2 separate regions of the Sus scrofa genome follow, and region 1 is linked to region 2. A link is a contact called in public Hi-C data. All regions are on one chromosome and are shown on one strand. The core of a region is the stretch at or near the end of the contact, and the rest is flanking DNA. Distances in the headings are between cores, read along the strand shown. Region 1 holds the start of C2H11orf96. Region 2 overlaps ACCSL (probable inactive 1-aminocyclopropane-1-carboxylate synthase-like protein 2).

Evidence for each region. Hi-C and Micro-C count contacts between places; a contact is called where the count stands out from the background.
Region 1: a Hi-C map of retroperitoneal adipose tissue shows a contact between it and region 2, with 1.7 times the contacts expected there. The contact joins the promoter of C2H11orf96 here to the enhancer-like site in region 2. A contact is called at or near these places in 7 of 47 Hi-C or Micro-C datasets (brain, liver, mesenteric adipose tissue and 3 more) and 1 of 2 datasets of contacts at active chromatin or transcription factors (skeletal muscle).

The regions. Positions count from the first base shown.
Region 1 is chr2:18,392,055-18,397,307 of Sscrofa11.1, reverse strand. C2H11orf96 reads left to right here and starts at 3,397. Exons shown (of 1, transcript XM_021085053.1): 1 at 3,397-5,014. The coding sequence starts at 3,397. The coding sequence ends at 4,392. The region is part of intron 1 of ACCSL (probable inactive 1-aminocyclopropane-1-carboxylate synthase-like protein 2); the gene reads left to right.
Region 2 is chr2:18,341,033-18,346,760 of Sscrofa11.1, reverse strand. The region is part of intron 1 of ACCSL (probable inactive 1-aminocyclopropane-1-carboxylate synthase-like protein 2); the gene reads left to right. Among named protein-coding and RNA genes, the nearest start is that of C2H11orf96, 50 kb to the left of the region's middle. Within about 2 kb of position 4,295, at least 24 of the 83 cell types and tissues checked have an H3K27ac peak or open chromatin away from gene starts, as enhancers often do. A contact at or near this core is called in brain, liver, mesenteric adipose tissue and 1 more, where this site is marked.

The DNA.
Region 1 (5,253 bases), core at 2,148-4,647, 51 kb before region 2:
GAAGTTCCTTCTCGTCTGTGGCTCTCCACTACCACCCAACAGGGGTTGAACGTTGGTCCTCTCATGAGTTTGTTTAGGGACGTCATGGGCTTTTAAAGTCCAGCCTTGCAGTTTTGTTGGTAATAACAATTCCTTCAGAAACGTAGTAGGCTTTGGGTCTTTTTACTTCTGGTCCGTTCCATATGCAGTAACCACACCCCAAATTCGTTTCTTGATAGAGTTTTTAAGTCTGTCTGTGTTGCCCAACCCATCTTTCTCTCTCATTTTAAGGAAAGTTACCCTAAAGACATCTGAAATAATAGACTTGGATGACAAAGCAACACCCCCTAATAGAATATTTTGCCACAAGGGTGATCCATTTGTTTGTTTGGCCTAATAGACAGGCTTGGAGAAAGGCTCTGAGCCACGATGGTCTAATCTGCACTTTGGACAAAACCAGTTGGTCTCTCCAACCCTGAGGACAGTGACTTTTCTATAGGTTCTCCTTTTCTCTCCATCTCTTCTTGCAAACTAGCCAATCTCTTTCCTGTAATATCTTCCCAATGGCAGCATCCAGCCGCCAACACAGGCAAATGTTTTTGCTCTTTCCAAGCATTTTTCTAGAATTAGAGGCTCAAGTAGGCATGTGGTCTGCCTTCCTAATGATCTCAGGTAATGTTTTCTTTTTCGTTTTTTATTTTTATTTTTTTATTTTTTGCTTTTCAGGGCCGCACCCGTGGCATATGGAGGTTCCCAGGCTAGGGGCTGAATCGGAGCTACAGCCACAGCAACATCAGATCTGAGCTGTGTCTGCAATCCACACCACAGCTCATGGCAACGCCGGATCCTTAACCCACTGAGTGAGGCCAGGGATGGAACCCGCAACCTCATGGTTCCTACTCAGATTTCTTAACACTGCACCAGGATGGGAACTCCCAGGTAACATTTTTAATAGATGTTTTGCCACAGCATAACAAGAGTCACTGGTTTTCCATTCTCCAATATTTGTTTCCATGTTGCTCACCACCTGTTGGCTAAGCCAGTGCCACACATTTTAGGGGTTTTGTACATGGCAGCTTCCCATTCCGGTCCCAATTTCTATATCAGAGTTTTGCTAAGATGCTGTTGAAAGGAACTCTAAAATACAGTGGCCTTAGGATTATAGGAATTAATTTTTCCTTCACATAATGCAGTTCCGATATGATCATTTTAGGCCTTGGTGCTTAGTGGATTTGGATGGATAACTTGCAGACCCCACAATGACTCTTCCCTCCCCAACCTTCTCTTCCCCACAACATTCCCTATCAATCAATGGCACCACCATCTAACATTTGCTCAGGCCAAATACAAATATGTCAACCTGGATTTTCACCCCTTCCCCCCAACACTGCCCCCCCCATTGAATCCATCAGCAAGTCCTCTCAATTCAATTTTCAGAAAGATCCCAAATCTGACCGTTTCCCTACCTCTCTGTTTTCTTCACTCTAATCCATGTCTTCAATGTCTTGTATCTGGGGGTCATAGGTGGGCTCCCTGCTTCTTCCCCCAACCCCTTTCCCGTTACTCCCCGCATGGCAACCAGAGTGAGCTTTTCCAAACATAAAATGGAACATGTAGCGCCTGAGCACAGAACCCTCCAGTGCTGTACCATTGCCCTTAGGATAAAATGCTACCTCCTTAACATGGCCATCGAGGCCTCCGTGACTGTCTTACTTCTTGTGCCCCTTGCCCTCTCTGCTTTAGCCACATAGGTCTTCTTGCTGTTCCTGGAATAAGCCAGGCTTCCTCCTGCCTCTATGCCCTTGCACCACGTTCCCTCTGCCCTAAACACTCTCCTCCCAGTTGTCACACACTGGTTCCTTCTTTGTCCTCCACAGGGCAAAGGGCTTCAGCATAATGGATAAACAAGAGGCCTTAGGAACTAAGTCGTCTGGGTTTGAATCTCAGCTCTGCTATTAACTAACTGTGTGACCTTAGGGGAAGTTGCTTAGCTTCTCTGTGCCTTCGCTTTCCTATCTGTAAATGAGCATAATAGGAGTTCCCGTCATGGCTCAGCAGAAATGAATCTGACTAGCATCCATGAGGACACAGGTTCCATCCTTGGCCTCGCTCAGTAGGTTAAGATCCAGCATTGCTGCAAGCTGTGGTGTAGGTCGCAGATGTGGCTCAGATCCCGCATTGCTGTGGCTGTGGTGTAGGCTGGCAGCTACAGCCCTGATTTGATCTCTAGCCTGGGAACTGCCACATGCCACAGGTGCAGCCCTAAAAAGACCAAAATAAATAAATAAATAATAAAAATACTTGTTACCTGGAGTTGCTGAGAGGATTAAACAAAATAATGAGCACATTAAACGAATTAATGCATAAACAGTACTCAAAGCATGGCATCTGTTAAGCACTTAGTAGTGCTATTATTGTCCTTCTGAGGACACCTTAAATATCACCCACTCCAAAGAGCCTTTTGTGCGCCATCCCCCAGCATCTCTCCATCTGCATCCCTATCACCACCCACAGCTCATTTCTTGTTTAGGTGTTTAGTGTCTGCTCTGCTCCCTTCCCTGGACTGTAACTTTCCCAAAGGCGGGGACCCTCCTGAACCAGTACTTAGTATGTTCTCAATAAGTCTTTGTCGGATGGCTATGGAAGGAATGGCGGCCAATTTCCATTGATTTCCTCCTTTCCCAGCCTTCCCATGAGCCTTGCTGGATGCTAGCACCCCAGGCCCACATGTCAGAGCAATGCTTATTTATGGTTTCCTCTTGGGAATGTGGGAAACCCAGGCAGAGGATCTGCTCTGAGAAGCCTTGGGGGCATTGGTGGCTCTCAGCCCTTAGCAGGACTCAGCATTGGTGGCTCTCAGCCCCTGGGGTTGAGCCCCCTTGGTGCCATCAGCCTCTAGTGGACGAATTGCTTCTCCTCTCTGTGCCTCCGTTCTCTCATATGTAAAACTGGGAGACTACCAATTACCTCGCAGGGCTGTTAGGAAGATTAAGTAGGATAATATATGTAAAGCAAAGCTCACTGCCTGGCTTGGAGTAATGCTCTCCAGATGGTTACTTATCATTATTGTTGTTGTTGTTAGTCCCATATCTAAGTGTCATTCTTTGAGCATGAATGTGGGTGCTCAAGGGACTTGGAGGGTGCAAGTAGTGAGGAGACAAACATAGAGAAGACAATTAGGGAAGCGAAGTGGAATGGAATAATCCAGTGTGTTTGTATTTGTGTGTGTGTGTGTGTGTGTGTGTGTATGTGTCTGGGAGTGCTGGCATGAGTCCAGAGAAGAAATCCAGCCCTTCCTCCAGACTCAGTTTTGGGGAGCCAGGTGGCATGGCTCTCCCTGCAGCAAGGAGACTGGGAGCTGCCTCCGCTCCGCGCGCAGCGCAGAACCCTCCGCAGCATAACCAAGCGTCTTGATTGTGTGCCTCTGGGATTAGGAGGCTGGAGAGGGGGACCTGCGTCCCCGCGGCTACCACGTTTCCTCCAGGCTTGGGGGAGGCCCAGGACAAGACCCTGCACCTGGGCCGCCCGCCCCTGCACAGCCGCGTGCTTCGGGGCCTTGGATGCTCCCGGAACCCCCGCGGGCGGGGCCCGCCTTCCGGAGCCGGGTTGGCGGGCGGCGCTGGGGAAAGGGCCGCTACTTTCCCAGCGTGGCGGGGCGACGTCAGGCGGAAGGGCGCGGGGCGCACACGCTTTAAATGGCATTCGCTGTCATCCGAGCTCGCAGCCGTGTGGGCAGGAGCCGGCTATATAAGCGGTGGGCCGGGCCGCCGCGGGGCAGACGGCGACAGCAGCGGCGGCGAGCGCCTCGGAGCGCAGCGGAGCAGCATCCCCCAGAGCCCCGTTCCCCACGACGGGCCCGCCTGCCCGCCCTCCCGAGGAGCGCCGACCCGGGCCCGCGAGGGCCGCCGCCACCCCACAGCAGATTTGGATCCCCCGCCCGGCGAGCCCCAGGCTGCTGCCTCCCGGGGGGCCCCGGCGCAGCGGCCGCCCCTGGAGAGCCCCGGCGCCCCGCCGCCCGGCCCCGAAGACACGGGCAGCGCCATGGCGGCCGCCAAGCCCAGCGAGCTGATGGGCATCTGCTCCAGCTACCAGGCGGTGATGCCGCACTTCGTGTGCCTGGCCGACGAGTTCCCGCAGCCCGTGCGGCCCGCCAAGCTGTCCAAGGGCAAGGGTCGGCTGCGGCGGCCGCGCCAGTCCCGCTTCAAGACGCAGCCGGTGACCTTCGACGAGATCCAGGAGGTGGAGGAGGAGGGAGTGTCCCCCATGGAGGAGGAGAAGGCCAAGAAGTCGTTCCTGCAGAGCCTGGAGTGCCTGCGCCGCAGCACGCAGAGCCTGTCGCTGCAGCGGGAGCAACTCACCAGCTGCAAACTGAGGAACAGCCTGGACTCTAGCGACTCCGACTCGGCCCTGTGAGGGGCGCCGCCCGCAGCCGGGACACACGCGCCTCGGAGGCCCGCCGGCGACCGGCGTTCGAACCCGAGAGAGCCCGCGCCCGCCTCCCCGGGGCCCAGGAAGACCGGGAACCAGCGCCCCTCGAGCACTTGGACCTTCGCTCGGCTGCGAACTGGTTGGGGCGCCTTGCGCCGCGCCGCGCTCACCCTCGGGCGACAGGGAGGGGGGCCGCTTTCTTTGCCCTTGTAAATGTTTATTTTTAAACTCCTTCCAGTACGAACTCTGCTGTGAGTGTGTGCGGGGACGCGCCCGCGCCGAGTCGCCCCGGGTCACCAGGGCTTCTCGGAGAGCAGCTCCACGCCCTTGTCCGATGGTTGCAACTCCGACTTTGCACACCGCTCCACCGTGCCCCCCAGCGCACTCCCGTTCACACTCACGCCGACACACTCTCGCTGAACACTTTTGTAATTGTTAGGCTCGGCCGATGGGACTTGGAGCGCAGCTCAGTTGCTGCTGTGGCCGAAGGATTGATATTTATTTTTGCATTGCGATGGCTGACGGCGTTTATTTAACGATCTTTTTACCTGATATGTCTGTGAGGCTCCCGAACGGAGACAAATAAAGTCAATATATTTGCACAGTGCATTTCTCAAGGCTCTTGACTTCTTGAACCTTGGGGGTTCAGGCTCTCAAGACAGGGGGAGGATTGGGGAAGATTAGCTGGAATGGGGGGCCAGGAATCCCCGGGTGTAGAAAACGTCACCAGAACGAGGTCGCGTCTTGGGTGCATGGGTCCATTACCTGCCTCCCCGACTGAACGACTGAATACACCGGGCCCAGAGCGCTCCCACCTCTTGGGTCTGTTCCCCACTTTGTCCAGGA
Region 2 (5,728 bases), core at 3,046-5,545:
ATTCTCCCTGCAGAGGAACTGAAAGAAGAGGGCCAGTTACTGGGTATTGATGTGTTTGTGACTTTGGTTTTTTTTGTTTTTGTTTGTTTTTTTATTTTAGCACTGCAAGTGGAAGTTCCCAGGCTAGGTAGGGGTTGAATCGGAGCTACAGCCGCCGGCCTACACCACAGCCACAGCAATGCCAGATCCAAGCCGTGTCTGCAATCTACACCACAGCGCATGGCAACGCCAGATGCTTAACTCACTGAGTGAGGTCAGGGATCAAACCTGCATCCTCACGGATACTAGTCGGGCCTGTTTCCACTGAGCCTCAATGAGAACTCCTGTTTGTGACTTTGAAGGTGTGAAATAGCCAGAATCCATCTACTGAGAAAGCTTCGGTCAACATTGGTGACATAAGCAGCTCACTAGAGCAGAAGGGGGGCAGTTGGTGGGTTGATGGAGCCTCTAACAACCCCCCTTCCTAATTCACAGGGTGACAGAGCCTGAGCTCCACCCAGCACGAAGGCAGCTGGGAGCTGTGGACAACGGGCAGCACCCTCATCTACCCCATCATTCCTCTTCGTCTCCTGCAGAGAGGCCTTCCCAGGGCACCTTCTCACCTGCCTGTCCTCCCAAGACCCTCTTGACCACTTCCCTCTGTTTTTTTTTTTTTCTTTCTTTTCTTTCTTTTTAGGGCCACACCTGTGGCATATGGAGATTCCCAAGCTAGGGGTGAATTGGAGGTACAGCTGCCAGCCTACACCAGAGCCACAGTAACGCAGGATCTGAGCTGTGTCTGCGACCTACACCCCAGCTCACAACAACACCAGATCCTTAACCCACTGAGCGAGGCCAGGGATCGAACCTGCAACCTCATGGTTCCTAGTCCCATTCGTTTCCGCTGCACCATGAAAGGAACTCCACATTCCCTCTGTTTCTAAACTTTTCTTTATACAATGTGTCACCACTGTAAATTACTGGTTTTCTTTATAGGTGTGTGTGTGTATCTGACTCACGTGGTGGAGGGAGTGAGCTGCATCTTCTGAGCACAGATGTGCCCAGAGCTCAGGCCTGGACCTGGTACACCATAGCCTGAACTCTCTACTGGAGGCCTGGGAGACAAGGGTCCGGGGCTCTGGTCTAGACTTGGCCATGGGATTGCTGGCGGACCTGGAAGTCTCTCCTCCCCTGGTCAGGGCCCCCTGGAACCAATTCTGAGAAGGAGACATGTGTCCAGGGCCACAATCAGGGAGTGGCTCAGGATCCACACTGCAGGACAGGGGAGAAGAAAGCAGGGGTAGGCGGCAGAGCTGAGGCCACAGCCAGCCACCCACCTGCCAGGTCACCCCAAGGATTGGTGGCCTTGCGGTGCATTCTCCAGGGGGTGCTGAGAAGCTCCCCATGTCGGTGAGCCTGTGGCTCCAGCTGCCTGAGAAGGGGCAGGTTGCTGAAGAGGCCCTGTTGGGCTAAGGTTTCCTCCAAAGAGAACAGACCTGGAGGTGGGGGGATCAGTCTTGTCAGCCTGAAAGGGGGTCTGAGACGCAGCGTGGCCCATCTGCCCCCACCAGGGATGATTGCCACTCTTCCCCAAGCACTCCAGGGACTTGAGAAGGTGAGGAGGAGAGAGCAGGGGTTAAGAGGTTTAGAGTAAAGATGCTCCTGGGAAAAACGCAATTACTGCTTCGAATTAATTAGAGAGAAACAGGAGGCCAAGTTTGAATTAGAGACTATTCTTTAAAAGAAAAGAATGTCATGATTTTCATTTAATTCATTCATTCAGAAATACCTATTGCACACCTTCTATGTGCCTGGAACGGGAGATATGGGCCTTTCCTGCGTGAATGCACGTTTTAGTGGGAGAGGCGGACAATCCCCCAGTCAGTGCTGCGAAGGAAGGAGGAGGGAGTGACAGGGGCTGGGGAGCTAGTTCAGATGCTGAGGCAGAGAGGCTGCTCTGAGATCCCCGCACAGGCAGAAGGAGCCAGGAGCCCTGCGGGGGAGGAGTGGGAGCAGGGAACGCTCTGGACTGCGATCATGATATGAAGGGACTCAAGGGGACACGAGTAACTTTTTAAGGAACACTCTGAGCAGATGGAGACGTTATGCTGGGGTCACTTGTAAATCACCCGTTAAATGTTGTTCTTAAAGATAATCTTAAGGGGCTTGGTGAGGGGCAGGGGGAATCAGATCTAGTTTGGATTTCAGCTTCTTAATTCCCTAACTGTGGCTCGAGTGATAATGCAATCTCACAGAGCCTTGGTTTCCTCATCTGTGACACTATTAAGAAGAAAGAACACCAATGACCAGTATCAAGAATGCAAGAGTGGACATAGATGGAACTAGAGACTCTCATACTAAGTGGAGTTAAGTCAGAAAGAGAAAGGCAAATGCCATATGATATCACTTGTAGCTGGAATCGAATATATGGCACAAATGAACCTTTCCACAGAGAAGAAAATCATGGCCTTGGAGAATAGACTTGTGGTTGCCAGGGCAAGGGGGAGGGAGTGGGATGGATGGGGAGCTTGGGGTTAATAGATGCAAACTATTGCCTTTGGAATGGATTAGCAATGAGATCCTGCTGTGTAGCACCAGGAACTATGTCCAGTCACTTATGATGGAGCATGATAATGTGAGAACAAAGAATGTATACATGTATGTGTAACTGGGTCACCATGCTGTACAGTAGGAAAAAAAAATAATGTATTGGGGAAATTAAAAAAAGAGTATTAAAAAAAAAAAAAGAAAGAAAGAGTGGACATAACTAGAGACCCTACAGACATTAAACCAGGAAGGGAATTTTATGAACAGCTTTATGCCAGTATAGCAAAAATTCAGATACAAAAAGTTCTCTGAAAGATGTACATTGCAAAAGTGGATTCAAGAAGAAAAAGAAAAAATTTCAATAGTCTTTAATCAATGAAAGAAAATTAAAAAAAAAAATCTGATTCCCAACCCTGTTTCTGGCACGTGGTAGATGTCCAATACATGCAGGCTTTGTCATGCTCTTGTTCCAAACTATGATACAAGTATTTCCTCATCTTCAGAAACTCCTTACATTATAAAAATATCCTATATAACCTCTCCATTCAATTCTCTCCTCCACCTACTTCTGCCCCTACTAGCCCCCAAAGACATGGTCTGCTTTATTATTAGACTTGATACACAAGACTTTTTTGCTTGTTACTAAAGTTATATTACTTGCCTGCCTTGGGAGAGGATGCCCAGATGCAGGTGTGCAGGCTTAGACCGCCACTAAGAACAAACGAGAGGTTTGGGTGTGCAGAAGCCAGAAGGGTAGGTAATGCACTGCTTCTGCCACTCCACATGCACTTGGCAATGACCTAGCAAGGCTCTGTGTTCAGGGATGCTTCCAGGACACAGCACTGTAGCCAGGCTCTAAATAAATGAGCTGTGACCCAGAGTTCATGGTGTCCAAAAGGACATTTTTCTGTCGATCTTGCCAAGATATTCATTTCAAAGAAGGCCCTGGCTCCTTCAGGGCGCCTTTCCCGTCGGTCACGTGGCTCCCCTGTCAGGATTGTGTTGCACAATTGGCTTTCCAAGCAGAGGTCGAGTCCTGTCTCTTTCCTGTCACAGCATTTCCCAGCCAAGGGAAATTGTTCTAAGCCTGGCCATCAGCCTTAGATGTAACGAGCAGGTGGCGAGCGTCTGCTGGACTGAGCAGAGGCTCTGGGAAATGGAGGAGGCTCCCGTGGGACCACTTAGCATGGGGCCACCAGAGGGGTGGCCTTGGGCAGGTGCAGTGGAGGTGGGGTGAGGGCTTTCAGATCACAGCCTGGGGGAAGCTCAAAGCTGGGGTCCCAGGACCTTCAAATCAGAGAGACACTCAAAAAAAGGCAGCGTTGCCAGAGGACTGCCCAGTTTCTCCCAGCTTCCCATTTGTCAGATGGGGAAACTGAGGCCCAGGGGAGAGAAAGGGAGCTGGCTAACGCAGCACAGTGGGTTCTTTCCAGACTCCTCCACAGAGCCTGTGGCATGATCTGGAGGACCTTGTTGTCAGAGGGTAAGCCTGGATTGCAGAGCGTGGAACAGCGTGGAGGGTGAGTGGCTTTCCCATGGCTGTGTAGAGAGGTTCCCTGTGCATGGCCTTGGATGTGACCTGGGCTTTCCCCGGTGCTGCACTCTTTTTCCGCCAGCTGTCACAAAGCCCACAGTGCCACCATCCGTGCTCCTTTCTAGTGGTTTCTCTGCTGTTCTGTTTGAAAGGCAATGTCCCAGGGGACCAGAACACTCCCAGACTCTTTATGAATTCTGGTTGTGCCTACACGGCTCTCCAGGCTTCTTCCCTCGCTTCCTGTGGGGAGCAGCAATCAGATGGGCCCTGCCTCCGCCCACCTCCCCGGGTAGTTTGAAGGATCACTCAAGATAATGGCAGGCAGCGTGTTTTGAGAACTGAAGTGCAGCGCCTGTGTAAGAGGTGATTCTGGTTAATGATTTATGCCTGGAGGCTGTGTTTCCCGGCAGGAAGCTGGCAGGAGGGAAGGAGAGCGAAGCAAGAGATGGGAGAGCCAGAAGCCAGCAGGGAAGTTTCCCGAGGGACCAGCCTGCGCCATTTCCTTAGGTGGGGTCTGTCATGGGGGGCTTGATTTCCAGCTCCATCCACATCCAGCAGCCTCTCCCCACTCAGTTTATTTCACAAATATTTACTGAGCACTTCCCCTACCTCCCTGCCCACCAGCCCAGTTCTGGCCTCGATGCTGAGAACAGGGTTAGGAACAAAGCCAGACTCAGCTCCTGTCCTCGAGGCACACGGCAAACAGGAAATAGAAACGCGAGAGCATCACAGTTGTTGTCATTGCTGTGAATATGCAACTGCCCCCTTCACACCTCCCCTTGGACGTCTAAAGGCATCTCTAACTTGACTTGTCCGAAGCCAAGCATTTCATTCCACTGTCTGCCAATCTTGTTAAATGCCATCCACCAGGTTACTAAAGCCAAAGCCATTCTTATTTCTCCCTCTCTCATAGTCGCTGACTACTTCCACAAGCCCCGTCATTTCTGCCACCTGAAGTTATCTTCAGGCAGCCCGCTTTTACCAACAACACTGCCACCCTTCAGGTGACAGCATCTCTCATCCTGATCATTGCACAGCCTCTTTCTCATCTCACCCTTATCTACCCTTTATTCAGAGCAAAATACGGTCTTAAAACATAAATTAGATCACCCCAATCCTCCTGCTTATAGCCCTTCCCTGGTTCCCTGGTACTTTCAGAATAAGACCCTTGGATTGCCTCACAGACCTTACTAGAGCCTCCCCCTGCTCCATCAAGGAGCTCAAGCTATCCATTGTAGCCTTTCATTGGTGACACTGCTGAGATCTTGCTAACCTCAGGGCCTTTGCACCTGCTGTTTCCACTGCCTGGAAAAGCCCTTTCTCTAGAGCAGTTCCTTCTCTCTCTGTGGACTCAGCCTAAATGCCACCTCTGCAGAGAAGCAATCTAGACCCCTCCCTGCCCTTCTTTCCACTCAGTGCATCCTAATTGCAATTGGTCATCCCTTATTCCTTTGCTCGCTTGTGTGTTGGCTGTCTCTCCCACAAGTGCAGGAAGCTTGTTTGGATGGTTTGCTGGGTGAATTCCATGGTCAGCATGTGACACCCCCCTAATAAACATCTGTTAACTGAATGAAGGGCTGTGTTCCCTCACCACTCCCATCTCAGAAGAGTAAATAAATTTTAGTGATGCCTCCACTCCAAGAACTGGCATGATGTGGGCCCTGCAGG